2 separate regions of the Zea mays genome follow, and region 1 is linked to region 2. A link is a contact called in public Hi-C data. All regions are on one chromosome and are shown on one strand. Each heading gives the region's core, a stretch centred on a gene start, on an enhancer-like site or on the middle of the called end of the contact. The rest is flanking DNA. Distances are from core to core; before and after follow the strand shown.

Region 1 (5,339 bases), core at 626-3,125, 160 kb after region 2:
CATGATAGACTAGATATGCTATTGATGACAGATCTTACTAATAGGTGCAAGTTTGATACAATTCACATATTATGGACCCTAATTATGCAGGTTAGATGCATATTTTGAAAAAGGGAGTAATAGTATCCATACTATTCTAAACATAGAGGCATCTGTGCAGTATCAAGATTCAGAAGAGACTATTTTCAAAAGATTAGTTGCATGTCGGTACCTTGTTCTCTACTCGCCGTGACAGAATCCCATCATACTCCAGAACAGCCCTGTAGTTTGGTCTGTTTGATCGCTCCAAAATCCCTCGTTCCAGTGCTTGTGAATACTCAAGTAATCTATAAGAGAATTACAAGCACTTATTAAGCATTTATTTTTTTTGCATTGTATTTATATATGTATCTAATCAAACTGAAGCAAAAAAACATATCCGTGCAGAACACAACAAACTGAACATATATTGTCCTCTATTATGGACTGATTGCCATCATTACACAATAAGATGGTGGTAGATTTATGTCCTCCGCATGGACTGCTTTACATCATTACACAATAAGATATTATATGTCTCAACTGTGTAGGCCATACAAATTGAATAAAACATCGATCAACTACAGGAGGGTATGCAAATACAAGCAGAGTTAGTGACATTGCATCTCTGCTCCAAAAATTGCTTAGGTGTCGAAGTTGATATTTAATGATAACTCCCCCCCTTTTGCAAAATAATTGCTCTCTTAGTGTTAAGAACTATGTAGCATACGAAATTATGATGATAATATGCAAAGCAGGAATAAGTACATCACAAAATTTTAAGAAAGCATACAGCTGATATTTTGACGGGCGTTGAGCTTGCAACGCCTTGGTCTTCTCCAAGTAGAACCTCTCATGCAATGCCACAATGGAAGCAGCAACCTGAGAAAGAAAAACAGGGCCTGCCACAACATCTCCAGCATCACTCCCTCCTACACTTGCAGCACCATCTCCTGCACAGAGAGCCAAGCAATATGCCATCTGTAGCACAGCCTCCTTCACAGATGCAAGCATAAATAGTTTCCCATTGCTTTCACCATACAGAACCCCAAGCTGTGCGCCTAACCACGAGACGCCCTCGACCAGCCTAGGGCACTCAAACCTCATGGCCCTGGGATCAAAGCCTAGCCCCTCGTTGTCGACATTCTGCATCCCCTCCAGCAAGTACCTGGCCTCCAGTGCCATCGCCTTCAACAAGAGACATAATAGCACCAAGATATGGTCCGCATCCGTGACATTGACCTTGACCCCGTACCTCGGTGAGTTCTCAAGCACCCACTGCCGCAGCTCGGCCTCCCACCGTGGCATCACATCCGAGCAGAACGAGGCCCCTACCCGGGCTACAGCGTAGGAGTACGACCCCGGGAGGTGGTGGCCTCCCGTAGCCCAGGAGTCCAACTCCCGGCGCAGGAGGCTTAGCTCCGATGGCAGGATGCGGGGCGGATGGGAGGGGCTCGGGCCGGTAGTGGAAGAGGAGAAATCTGCGCATACGGCAGCGAGGAAGGCGGGGAGGGAGATGGCCGTGGAGGTTGGGGAAGGCCTTAAACGGACGACGGCAGGGCAGTCGGAGTAGGGAGCTGGGGCAGCTGGGAGCGGGAGGTTGATAGCGGTGACCGGCGGCGGGAGTGGAGGTTTTGTGGTGGTAGACTGAGGTGAAGGGATACAAGCGATGGGAGTGATCGGGTGCGGTTGGAGAGGAGAGGGTAGAGCGGCGAGGGCAGAGGATGCGGCGGAGAGAAGGGAGCGTAGGTGGGCGAGGGCGGACGTGAGAGCAGGAGGCGGTGCTGGAGGATGAGGGATAGGCAGCGGCTCCATTTGAGCGGAGCGGAGTCGATCCGGTCGTCGGAGGGTTTCAAGGGGAGGTTCGGCCGCCGCCGCTGGTACGGGGTCGGAGAAGAGCCTGCGGCCCTTTTTTTATTGCCTCACCCTCCAAGTCAGGCAAAGCGAGCTGTCCTATACTTAGGCCGGCTCCAACAAGACCCTCTAAAAGGTCATATACCCTAAATTTAGAGGACGAGGACGTCTCTACTCCCTCCAGCAACGTCCTCTAAACGGTCCTCTAAATTTAGAGAACGCTGCTGGATCCTCTATATATAGAGTTTCTCTAAACGGTTCTCTATCTATTTGAATACTTTAAACAACCGGTTTAATAAAACTAAAATATGTACAATATATTTAAGAGTATGACAAATACGTATGTACAAAAATTAAAAATGTCTTTAATATAGGTATTTACGTATAGAGGACGTGATTTAGAGGACGTTGTTGGAGAGAAAGTAGATATAGGAGATGGAATCTTTTAGAGAAGACTGTAAATGACGGATACAGATAATGTATATAGAGGACGTTGCTGGAGACAATCTTAGGGATGTTTGGGATGGCTCTGGTTACCGCTGTAGTTTATAATATCAACTAGTTAAATACCCGTGCTTCGCTACGGTTTTCTGAACAAAATAATTTGTCACGGTCTTGACGGATACGATTAGGATAAAGCACTGTATAATTAGTACAAACCAGAACATATTAAAGCTAAACAAATAGGTTATAATGTCTCCAAAAAGACCGGAGTCTTGACGTCCCGTCTTGTATGAGAAGTCATAAGTACGCGCGTGTACCTTGCATCATGGCTTTGAACCAGGAAGCAATAACAAAGTATTCACAAGTCTCAAGCAATATATAACCTAAGAGTTTATTGTGAAATATCTGTGCAGGTTCTGATAGCTCTAATCCATACAGTCTCATTAGATTGTACAGTATAAATACATCAGTTGTACCACACTGATACACTGCAGCTAAGCCTTGCTCAACCTGGCCAGAAGACAGATTGCTTACATCTTACTAAAGAGCATCGACCTAGGTGCCTATGATCAAACTGGAACTTCAACTAATCCTAACGGCCTGTTTGGAAGGCAGGAAAAATGTTTGTTCCTGTGTATTTCGTGTGAAATACAGCCTATACGAAATTCATGCGTTCAAAAATGGGTCTAAGCATTTTCTACAAAACTTAGCAATTACTCGGGCCAGTCTAGCAACTGCGGACTTCAACATCATGAGCATCGTGGGAAAGCCGCAGTACACTGAGCATCAGTAGGTTCCTTCCGCAGTGTTCTCTTTTCTTTTAATCATAGGTCCATCTTCACGGCCGAGACCAGAACAGCAACGATGCCGGAGCTACACATTTGTAACCAAAGTATTTCATCCTTCTTGCAGTAGTAATCATGCCATGAAAATCCTATCCTTGTTTCAACAACCCTACCTTGCTCTTCGTGAATGTCCACCATACAAGGGTATAGCCCGTTGATAAGCAGTGTAATTATAACTTAAAGGTTACATGTAGTACAAATTATCCAAAAATTATTGCTGCAAATTAAAATTTTCCAAGGCAAGCAGTGTAAATATAACATGGCTTAAAACATGAGAGCAGCAAGCGAGCATGTGCTGAAATAAAAACAAAATACTCACCAGGTACCAATAGGCTTTAACCCAACCTTCCCATTATGTGGAGGTAGTGTTAACTCCGTCAAATTCCTCTTCCCAAGTGGGGTAATTGTTTGGATCCTTAAAGAGAATATGGTGCCTTTAGCAAAGAAGATGATGTCATCCGGGTGTTTGCTCAACGGTTAGGGCGACATCTTTTTCTGCTTGATTGAGTTTACCATTACCATATCTGAAGAACAAGAGAATAACATATCGCGTGTGCACAAAAAACATCCTTTTTGTTGACTGGTGATCATTCTATTTTTCTTTCCTTTTGTGTATTTTTCATACTCATTCTATTTTTCTTTCCTTTTGTGTATTTTTCATACACACCTGGACATTCTATTTACCCCTTGCTGACAGGATATATGAAGATTGATATGTGAAGTTAGCTGATTTAGGCCCAACCCAATTAATTTGCATGGGCCATTATTGCCCATTGGCATGCATGAACATAGAGAGATGCAATGTATACTGTTAATCCGAGCACACACTCAAAAGAAAACAAACATATTTGTAGCGACAAGTTTTTCGGGACAATTCTACTATAACTTAAAAGTTGCATGTAGTACAAATTACCCAGAAATTATTACTGCAAATTAAAATTTTCCAAGGCAAGCAGTGAAGTTATAACATGGTTTAAAACATGAGAGCAGCAAGCGAGCATATGCTGAAATAAAAATAAAATATTCGATAAAATGTACCAATAGTCTTTAACTGAACCTTCTCATTGTCACATTCCTCTTCCCACGGCCTCTTGGTTTTTTGGAGATTGAGGTCCAAAATTGGTTCCATCATAACAATCATCAAGGCTTTGTGAATTGGCAGAGCAACAGTGGTCTTTTGTGAACCATCAATAACTCTTTGAAGAACTGGCAGCAACAACATTGGTGCCTTGGGAGCTCCCTTTCGTTGTCGCAACGGCAGCTGCCTTTGTGTAGGCTGGGCGCAGCAGTGACTGCACCTATGCCCCGGCACGGGGGCACCTGGTAGCAGCGACTTCGGAGCTGCACAACGTAAGAATAGAACTGCAACACACAAGCCCGATTGTCACAATATTTTAGCCACAACCTTATTACATGGACAGAAAATATGGCAACAAAGAACTCAGAAAAGATCAATCCTTGAACTCCATATTCAGATAATCGTGAAACCATAAAAAGGGCAGAAATTAGGGAAGTGCATTGCTAACCATGCGAGTGCGACCGCCTTGAGATGCCAGCTTCCGCTTGTGTCCTGTGTCATTTCCTCCACTTCAATGTACCATTTCTTCCCACTTCCGATTGATAAATGCTTACCCCTATTTGCTCGCTCTCGGACGAATCCATTCGCCCGGCGGCACCACCGCCCCGAGAGGAAGAAGGGACTGGGCGTCAGCGCACGATGGCCACCGCCGCCTTGTGCGTCACTGACGCCGGCGACTTCATCGGGTCGTGGATTGTCAAAATCCTGCTCGCCCGTGGGTACGCAGTCCGGGCACCTCCCGCCACGCAGATTGGTACGTGTTGGGCATTGGCTGCTGCCTCCCTCCCTCTCTGGAGGGATGGAGAGTTCGCCTTGCTGACGCTCTAGCATATCATCTACAGCAAGAGGAGGGAGAGGTCAGGATATGGAGGATCTGAGCGGCCAGCGAGAAGTGGATCTGGGGGGCGCCGTCTGCGAGCTGCGTGTGTCGGCGGGGGCGCACGAGAGGCGGATCCTGGACTGCGAGCTTGCCGAGGGGCGCGGGGGAGAAGCGGATCGTGGACGTCGGGGCGAGCGTACGGGAGGAGTGGCGAGCGGCTGGTTTATAGATCGGGGGGTGGGGGAGGCATCGCGAGGTAGTTGAGATGCCGAGGGGCGCG
Region 2 (5,425 bases), core at 819-3,318:
GACTGTTGACGACTTCACGTTCAAGAAAGCCACCTGGAGATGGCATCCAAGCTAATGACGGTTCCTCTCACTCCACTGATGACTGACCCCAAAGATTTATTCTTTCGCTATCTTTTGGTCTTTGTATAAAGTTAGTGTGTGTCTATGGATCGTATTTTTTGCTTAATTTTGTTCTTCTGCTCTATAGCACTAAAATAATAATCTGAGAAAAAACATGACTAAAAATAAAAATGAGTACACCAACAACTAAAGCCACCACCTTAAAAACCGATTTATTAATTCTTCAGTGCTATCACTGACACGAAGGCTTCTTCAATCCTTCACCGTCAGTAGAACAAAATATAAAATGTCGCGCGCCCGTTTCCCACGCAGAAACTTGACGTACTTTACTAGTCGTCGATCGGCCAGCACTGATGAAACCTCGAGACCAACATCTACTCCGGCTCCTAATTTTTGCCGAAAGGACGACGACGACAACCACAACGGAGCACCATTCCGTACGTCATCCCGCGCGACGTCACCCCGGTGACGCCATCGGTTCGCGAGTGCCGAAGCTGACTTCTCAGGTAGGCACGCACACGTACAAGGGCAACCACAGTAATTTCCGTCGTGCGGCAAGCTGTAGTTAGCAGGCTGCTTAATTACCTCCACGAACAGTGTGTGGAAGACAGTGTCGCCGCGCGCGGTGATGGTGGCCGTGACGACCCGGAGGCGCAGCGGCTCCAGTGCGAGGCAAATCTTGCCCACGGCGTCCCTGCCCCTGCTGCACCAGAGGCTCACCACCGCCACCCTCTCCCCTGCCTGCGAGACCTGCACCTGCTGCGACCCAATCTCAATCATCATTTACTAATCGGGCTCTCGAACAATTCGATCGCTTGAGCCAGTCAAGTATCTACTATATTATCACCTCCAGGATTCGGACTGGCGGAGATGACGAGATGGAGCTCGTCGGGTTGTCGGTGAAATACACGGACGGCAGTGGCACCGCCCTCGGCTTCTTCCTCCAGGGGACGCTGTCGACGTCGTACGCAGCACCCCCAGTGGCGGCAGCGTCCTCCGTCTTGACGGCGGCGGCGGCGGCGGTGCCGTCGTCAGAAGACTGGAGAACGGATATCTCGGCGAGCAGTCGGCGCTCCTGCTCCTGCAGATGCTCGATGTGGGCGATGGCGTCCCTGACTATGGACGCCTTGTCCATCTGCGTAGTGCGTACACCAAAGAAGTCGATTAATTACCAAGCTGTCTCCATGACCATGCACGCACAGATAGATGCAGTGCTCTGACGACCTTGGTGATGTTGGGCACGACGCTCCGGAGCGCGTAGAGCCTCTCGTTGAGCTTCCTGCGGCGGGTCCTCTCCATGTCCATGTTCCTCGTCGTCGTCGTCGTCACGCCCGGAGGCGGCGGCGGCGACGGAACCACCGCCGCGGAACAGGAGTTGGCGCCCTCGGCCGAACTGGAGTAATCCTCCGCCGGCCGGTTCGATGAGCAGAGCCCGGATACGGGCTCATCAGCCTCGTTCGTCGGCACGTACATGCTGCTGCCCGCGCGCACGCACCAAGAAACCATTATTCATTCGTCAGACCACTGGAAGAAGGAACAAGGGAAAGAAGAGAAGAACCGAGTGATCCACTCTTCTCCGGTAGATTAGCAGCAGCTGACTGAATCACCTGTCGACGATGTCGGCTAGGTCGAGGGGTTCAAGGAGGAAGCGCGGAGGCGACTGCCAGTAGAAACCTCCGCAGCCCATGGCCACCATGCTATCTGCCTCCATCGGCCTCAACAGATCGGCCACTTCCTCACTATTGCCTTGAGTCTACCCTGTCAACTGTTTGTTTGCGCCTGCGGCCTGCCCACTGATCGAAACTCTTGCCCTTTCACCTGATCTAATACATTCATGTGGCTTGAGCTATCACCACAGGCTTTTGAGCATATATAATCGCATAAGGGCATCTAGTCTTTAGTGCTAAGCAACGCAATCCAAAGCATTTGGTGCGCTGGAAGGATGTAGATGTGCCGCTTGGAGAGGGGATCGGAGTAGAACGAAGGGAACGCCGATAAGAGGCTCTGGGTGGCTGCGGGCTACGGCACTTGGCAGGATCGATACCAATATACCATGCCGCATGCGCCTGCCACTTTATCTTCTGATTTTATTAGCGCCTGCCACATGTTAAAAAACCCTAAACCCTAAAACCCCTAAAGCAAACCGTAAAAAAATTGTTGGAAAAAATGCAAAATGAGCCCTTCAACAGCTCTCCTTTTTATCCTCCATTATCTTGGCGCCCCGAATACATAGCATTTTCTCCCTCAAATTTCCATGTCTCAGCACACGTCCATCCAATTGTTTCCAACTATTTTTTTTTTGTCTCACACGCTGCTTACGCATGGCTGAAGGAATTTAGGATTAATTTATTAGCAGCCTACCGCAGGTTTAGAATTATTTAAGAATTTTTTACAGGAGACCCTAATATTAAATTTTAAGGAATAATTTTTAACAGTCTTTTGGAGTTGCTTTCATAAAGTTTACCTATTATTGTTTGGCACAACTTAATACTTGTCCGGAAACCATGTTTTCTCAAAATTACGGTTTTATAATACTATACTTTGCAATTGTCGTAGAAATACGACAGGTTTGACAACTGTAAAAATACTATGGTTTTAAGATACATTGTTTGATTACAACATTATAAACCATATGTAACAAATTGTTGGCGCCGATCTAAGCTCCAATCACTACGAGATGTACCAGTGGCGGTGCTCTCTGCGACAGCGTGGACGGTCCGTAACCTGCGGCAGGAGCTGGTCTTCCCTGCACCGAATCCGGACGGTCCACGCCTGGTGGCCGGACAGTATGCGTGTGCGTAGGGGCGGCGGCGTTCGCCAACAGCACCTGGATCTCACTTTCGGAAGGGACCCCATCAAGGAGGAGAGACCCTAGGGTTTGTCTTGGAATCGGTAGACCATCCAAGACACCTCTAGACGATGTAGAGTCGAAGAGAGATGAAGATTGAGATGAACAAAGTTGTGTTATTGTCTACTCCTAGGGTAAAAAGTAAAGAACGGAAAATATATCGATCGTAGTTCGATTGTTTGTCTCCGTAATCGGTCGTTGCCCTTCATATATATATATATATATATATATATATATATATATATATATATATATATATATATATATATATATATATATATATATATATATATATATATATATATATATATATATATATATATATATATATATATATATATATGGGAGGTCTGGACCCGTTCCTAGGCGTTTGCCAACATCATCCGCGGGTTTAGAGGGATAAACACACGCGAAAAAGGGATTAGTTACTCCTGATCCGATCTAATCATGGACCATACACACCTAAAGGCAGACCGTCCGGTCTTCAGGGTCGGATCGTCCGGTCGTGCCCAGTGCCACAAATAGCGCTCAACACATGCCCCTACCTTTTGGGGAAGCTGAGCAAACCAAAAGCATTGGTGATATTACTTCAGGAAGCGATCTGTCACACCCGGTTTTAGAAGGCAAACCGAATGCGAACCATGTACGTGCCAGGATCAGTTATTCACGTACACAGCAGTTACATAATATGGACATCATCACTCAGTGCTCGAAATAGTATTAAAAAGGGATAATAGTCGATTACATCATACGTCTGAGACGTCCATATAGTTCTTACAATAAATCAAAGTGCGAAAACGAAACGTAGATAGCACGGCCTTCACAGGCAGCCGACTGGGGGTTGCCGCTAACCCACACCTAGAACTCGTCGTAGTCTTGGAACTCCTGGAAGTCTCCTTCCACAGCTTCATCTTCGCCTGAGCAGTGGTTGCAATGCTGACAACCTGGGGGGGGGTTTGGTGTGTAGAGCAAGGGTGAGTACACATCAACATACTCAGCAAGTATCCTGTTTGGCTGTAGTGGACTAGCTTTATGTGGGGATAAGTCAAGCAGTTGCTTTTAGTTGGTCAGGTTATTACTTACTAGTAGAAAGCCAGGTTTTAACATTAACCCAAGTTATTAACCCAATGTATCCTTTCCAAACGGAAAGAATACCACTTACCAATACCATAGTCATAACCAAAACCATCAATCTCATAACCACCTGTAAACCAAAAGGTCTCTTATCAAGTACCACTAATCACTGGAGCTCCCTTGGCCGCTCATAACCGTGAGCACGGCTGATATATCAGTTTCATAACACTCTGCAGAGGTTGTGCACTTTACCCACAAGCCGTGATTCCCTCTTGCCTCGGGCCGATCAAACCCTTAAACACTACCAAGGTGAATAGGCAGGGTTTCACTACGTAGCCTTTACAAAGATTCCCCGGGGCTGTAGCCACCCGTTAGGTTTCCTAAATGCACCGCACTCCTCCCCAAGGGGCGAACCCAAACTTGGCAGAGCGAGCCGCATACACCGAGCCCCATTGACGGCACGACGGCTAAGTGAACTACATCCCGGATCCTCTAATTATTCAGCTAAGGGCACCCCATTCCACCCTCATGGTTGCACTGTTTTCCCGGGCGGTCATCCATAGAACAGGTCCTTACGGAGAGGCACTCGAGAAACCGCTCGAGTCCCCTTGAAAACCACAAGTATAATCATAAAGAAGAATGGGAAAACAGCGTATCATAGATAATCACATCATGTTCATTGATTAGAGTTGAGCAATAGCATCAGACTAAGTAGTAATAATCCGACCCAAATAGGTAAACAAGGACATGGATAACAAAAGCTAGTCAATCCTTAGGTATAAATGTGTAATGCGGGAGGTGAATTAAAGAATGAATAGGACAGAGATAGGTCAAAGGACACTTGCCTCCACCAACCGACTGCTGCTCAGGGGCTTCTCCTGCGAATTCCTCGGGCTCTTCGACCGAATCGTTCTCTATGCGAGCGCAAACATACATACATCCATCCACATATTTAATACAAAAGAACAGTACACCATACAAGATAACAAATAAAGCGAATATGCATCAAGTATGACATTCGATATCGCATTTGTTATGGTTAGAAAGAAACAGGAAAGGGTCTCGCAGGGGGTTAAATCTTATGCACTAATGACACAATTGGTTTTTAACAAAATAATTCTGTTATATATATTTATATATACTAATGGAAACCTAATCACTTTTAGTTGATCAACATTGCACAGGGTAAACAATTAACTACGTGAATCAATAGCATAACGGAATTTTAAATTAAACTTCCTATTTTCCCATAGCATGAACAGCGATTAGCCTACTTAAAATACAGTAATTATAATCACAGAAAGTAAATAAAATAAAAAATAAAATAAAAAAAAACAGAGGGGGGGGGCGGTTGAACCGGCCCTAGGGCGGTTGAACCGGCCCTAGGCGGGGCGCGCAGGGGGCGGCCGAGCGGCCGAGCAGGGGGGGGGGGGGGCGGGGCGG

What was found. A called contact is a pair of places that touch in the nucleus more often than the background predicts.
Region 1: a contact with region 2 is called in a Hi-C map of leaf, with 6 times the contacts expected there. The contact joins the promoter of LOC100279189 here to the promoter of LOC100193646 in region 2. A contact is called at or near these places in 2 of 25 Hi-C or Micro-C datasets (ear and leaf).

The regions. Positions count from the first base shown.
Region 1 is chr2:83,036,190-83,041,528 of Zm-B73-REFERENCE-NAM-5.0, forward strand. LOC100279189 (U11/U12 small nuclear ribonucleoprotein 48 kDa protein) reads right to left here and starts at 1,876. Exons shown (of 5, transcript NR_158720.1): 1 at 812-1,876; 2 at 212-326. It also overlaps the pseudogene LOC103646634.
Region 2 is chr2:82,878,151-82,883,575 of Zm-B73-REFERENCE-NAM-5.0, forward strand. It overlaps LOC100193646 (basic helix-loop-helix (bHLH) DNA-binding superfamily protein), which reads right to left and starts at 2,069. Exons shown (of 4, transcript NM_001138742.1): 1 at 1,668-2,069; 2 at 1,285-1,537; 3 at 908-1,195; 4 at 263-816. The coding sequence starts at 1,771. The coding sequence ends at 313.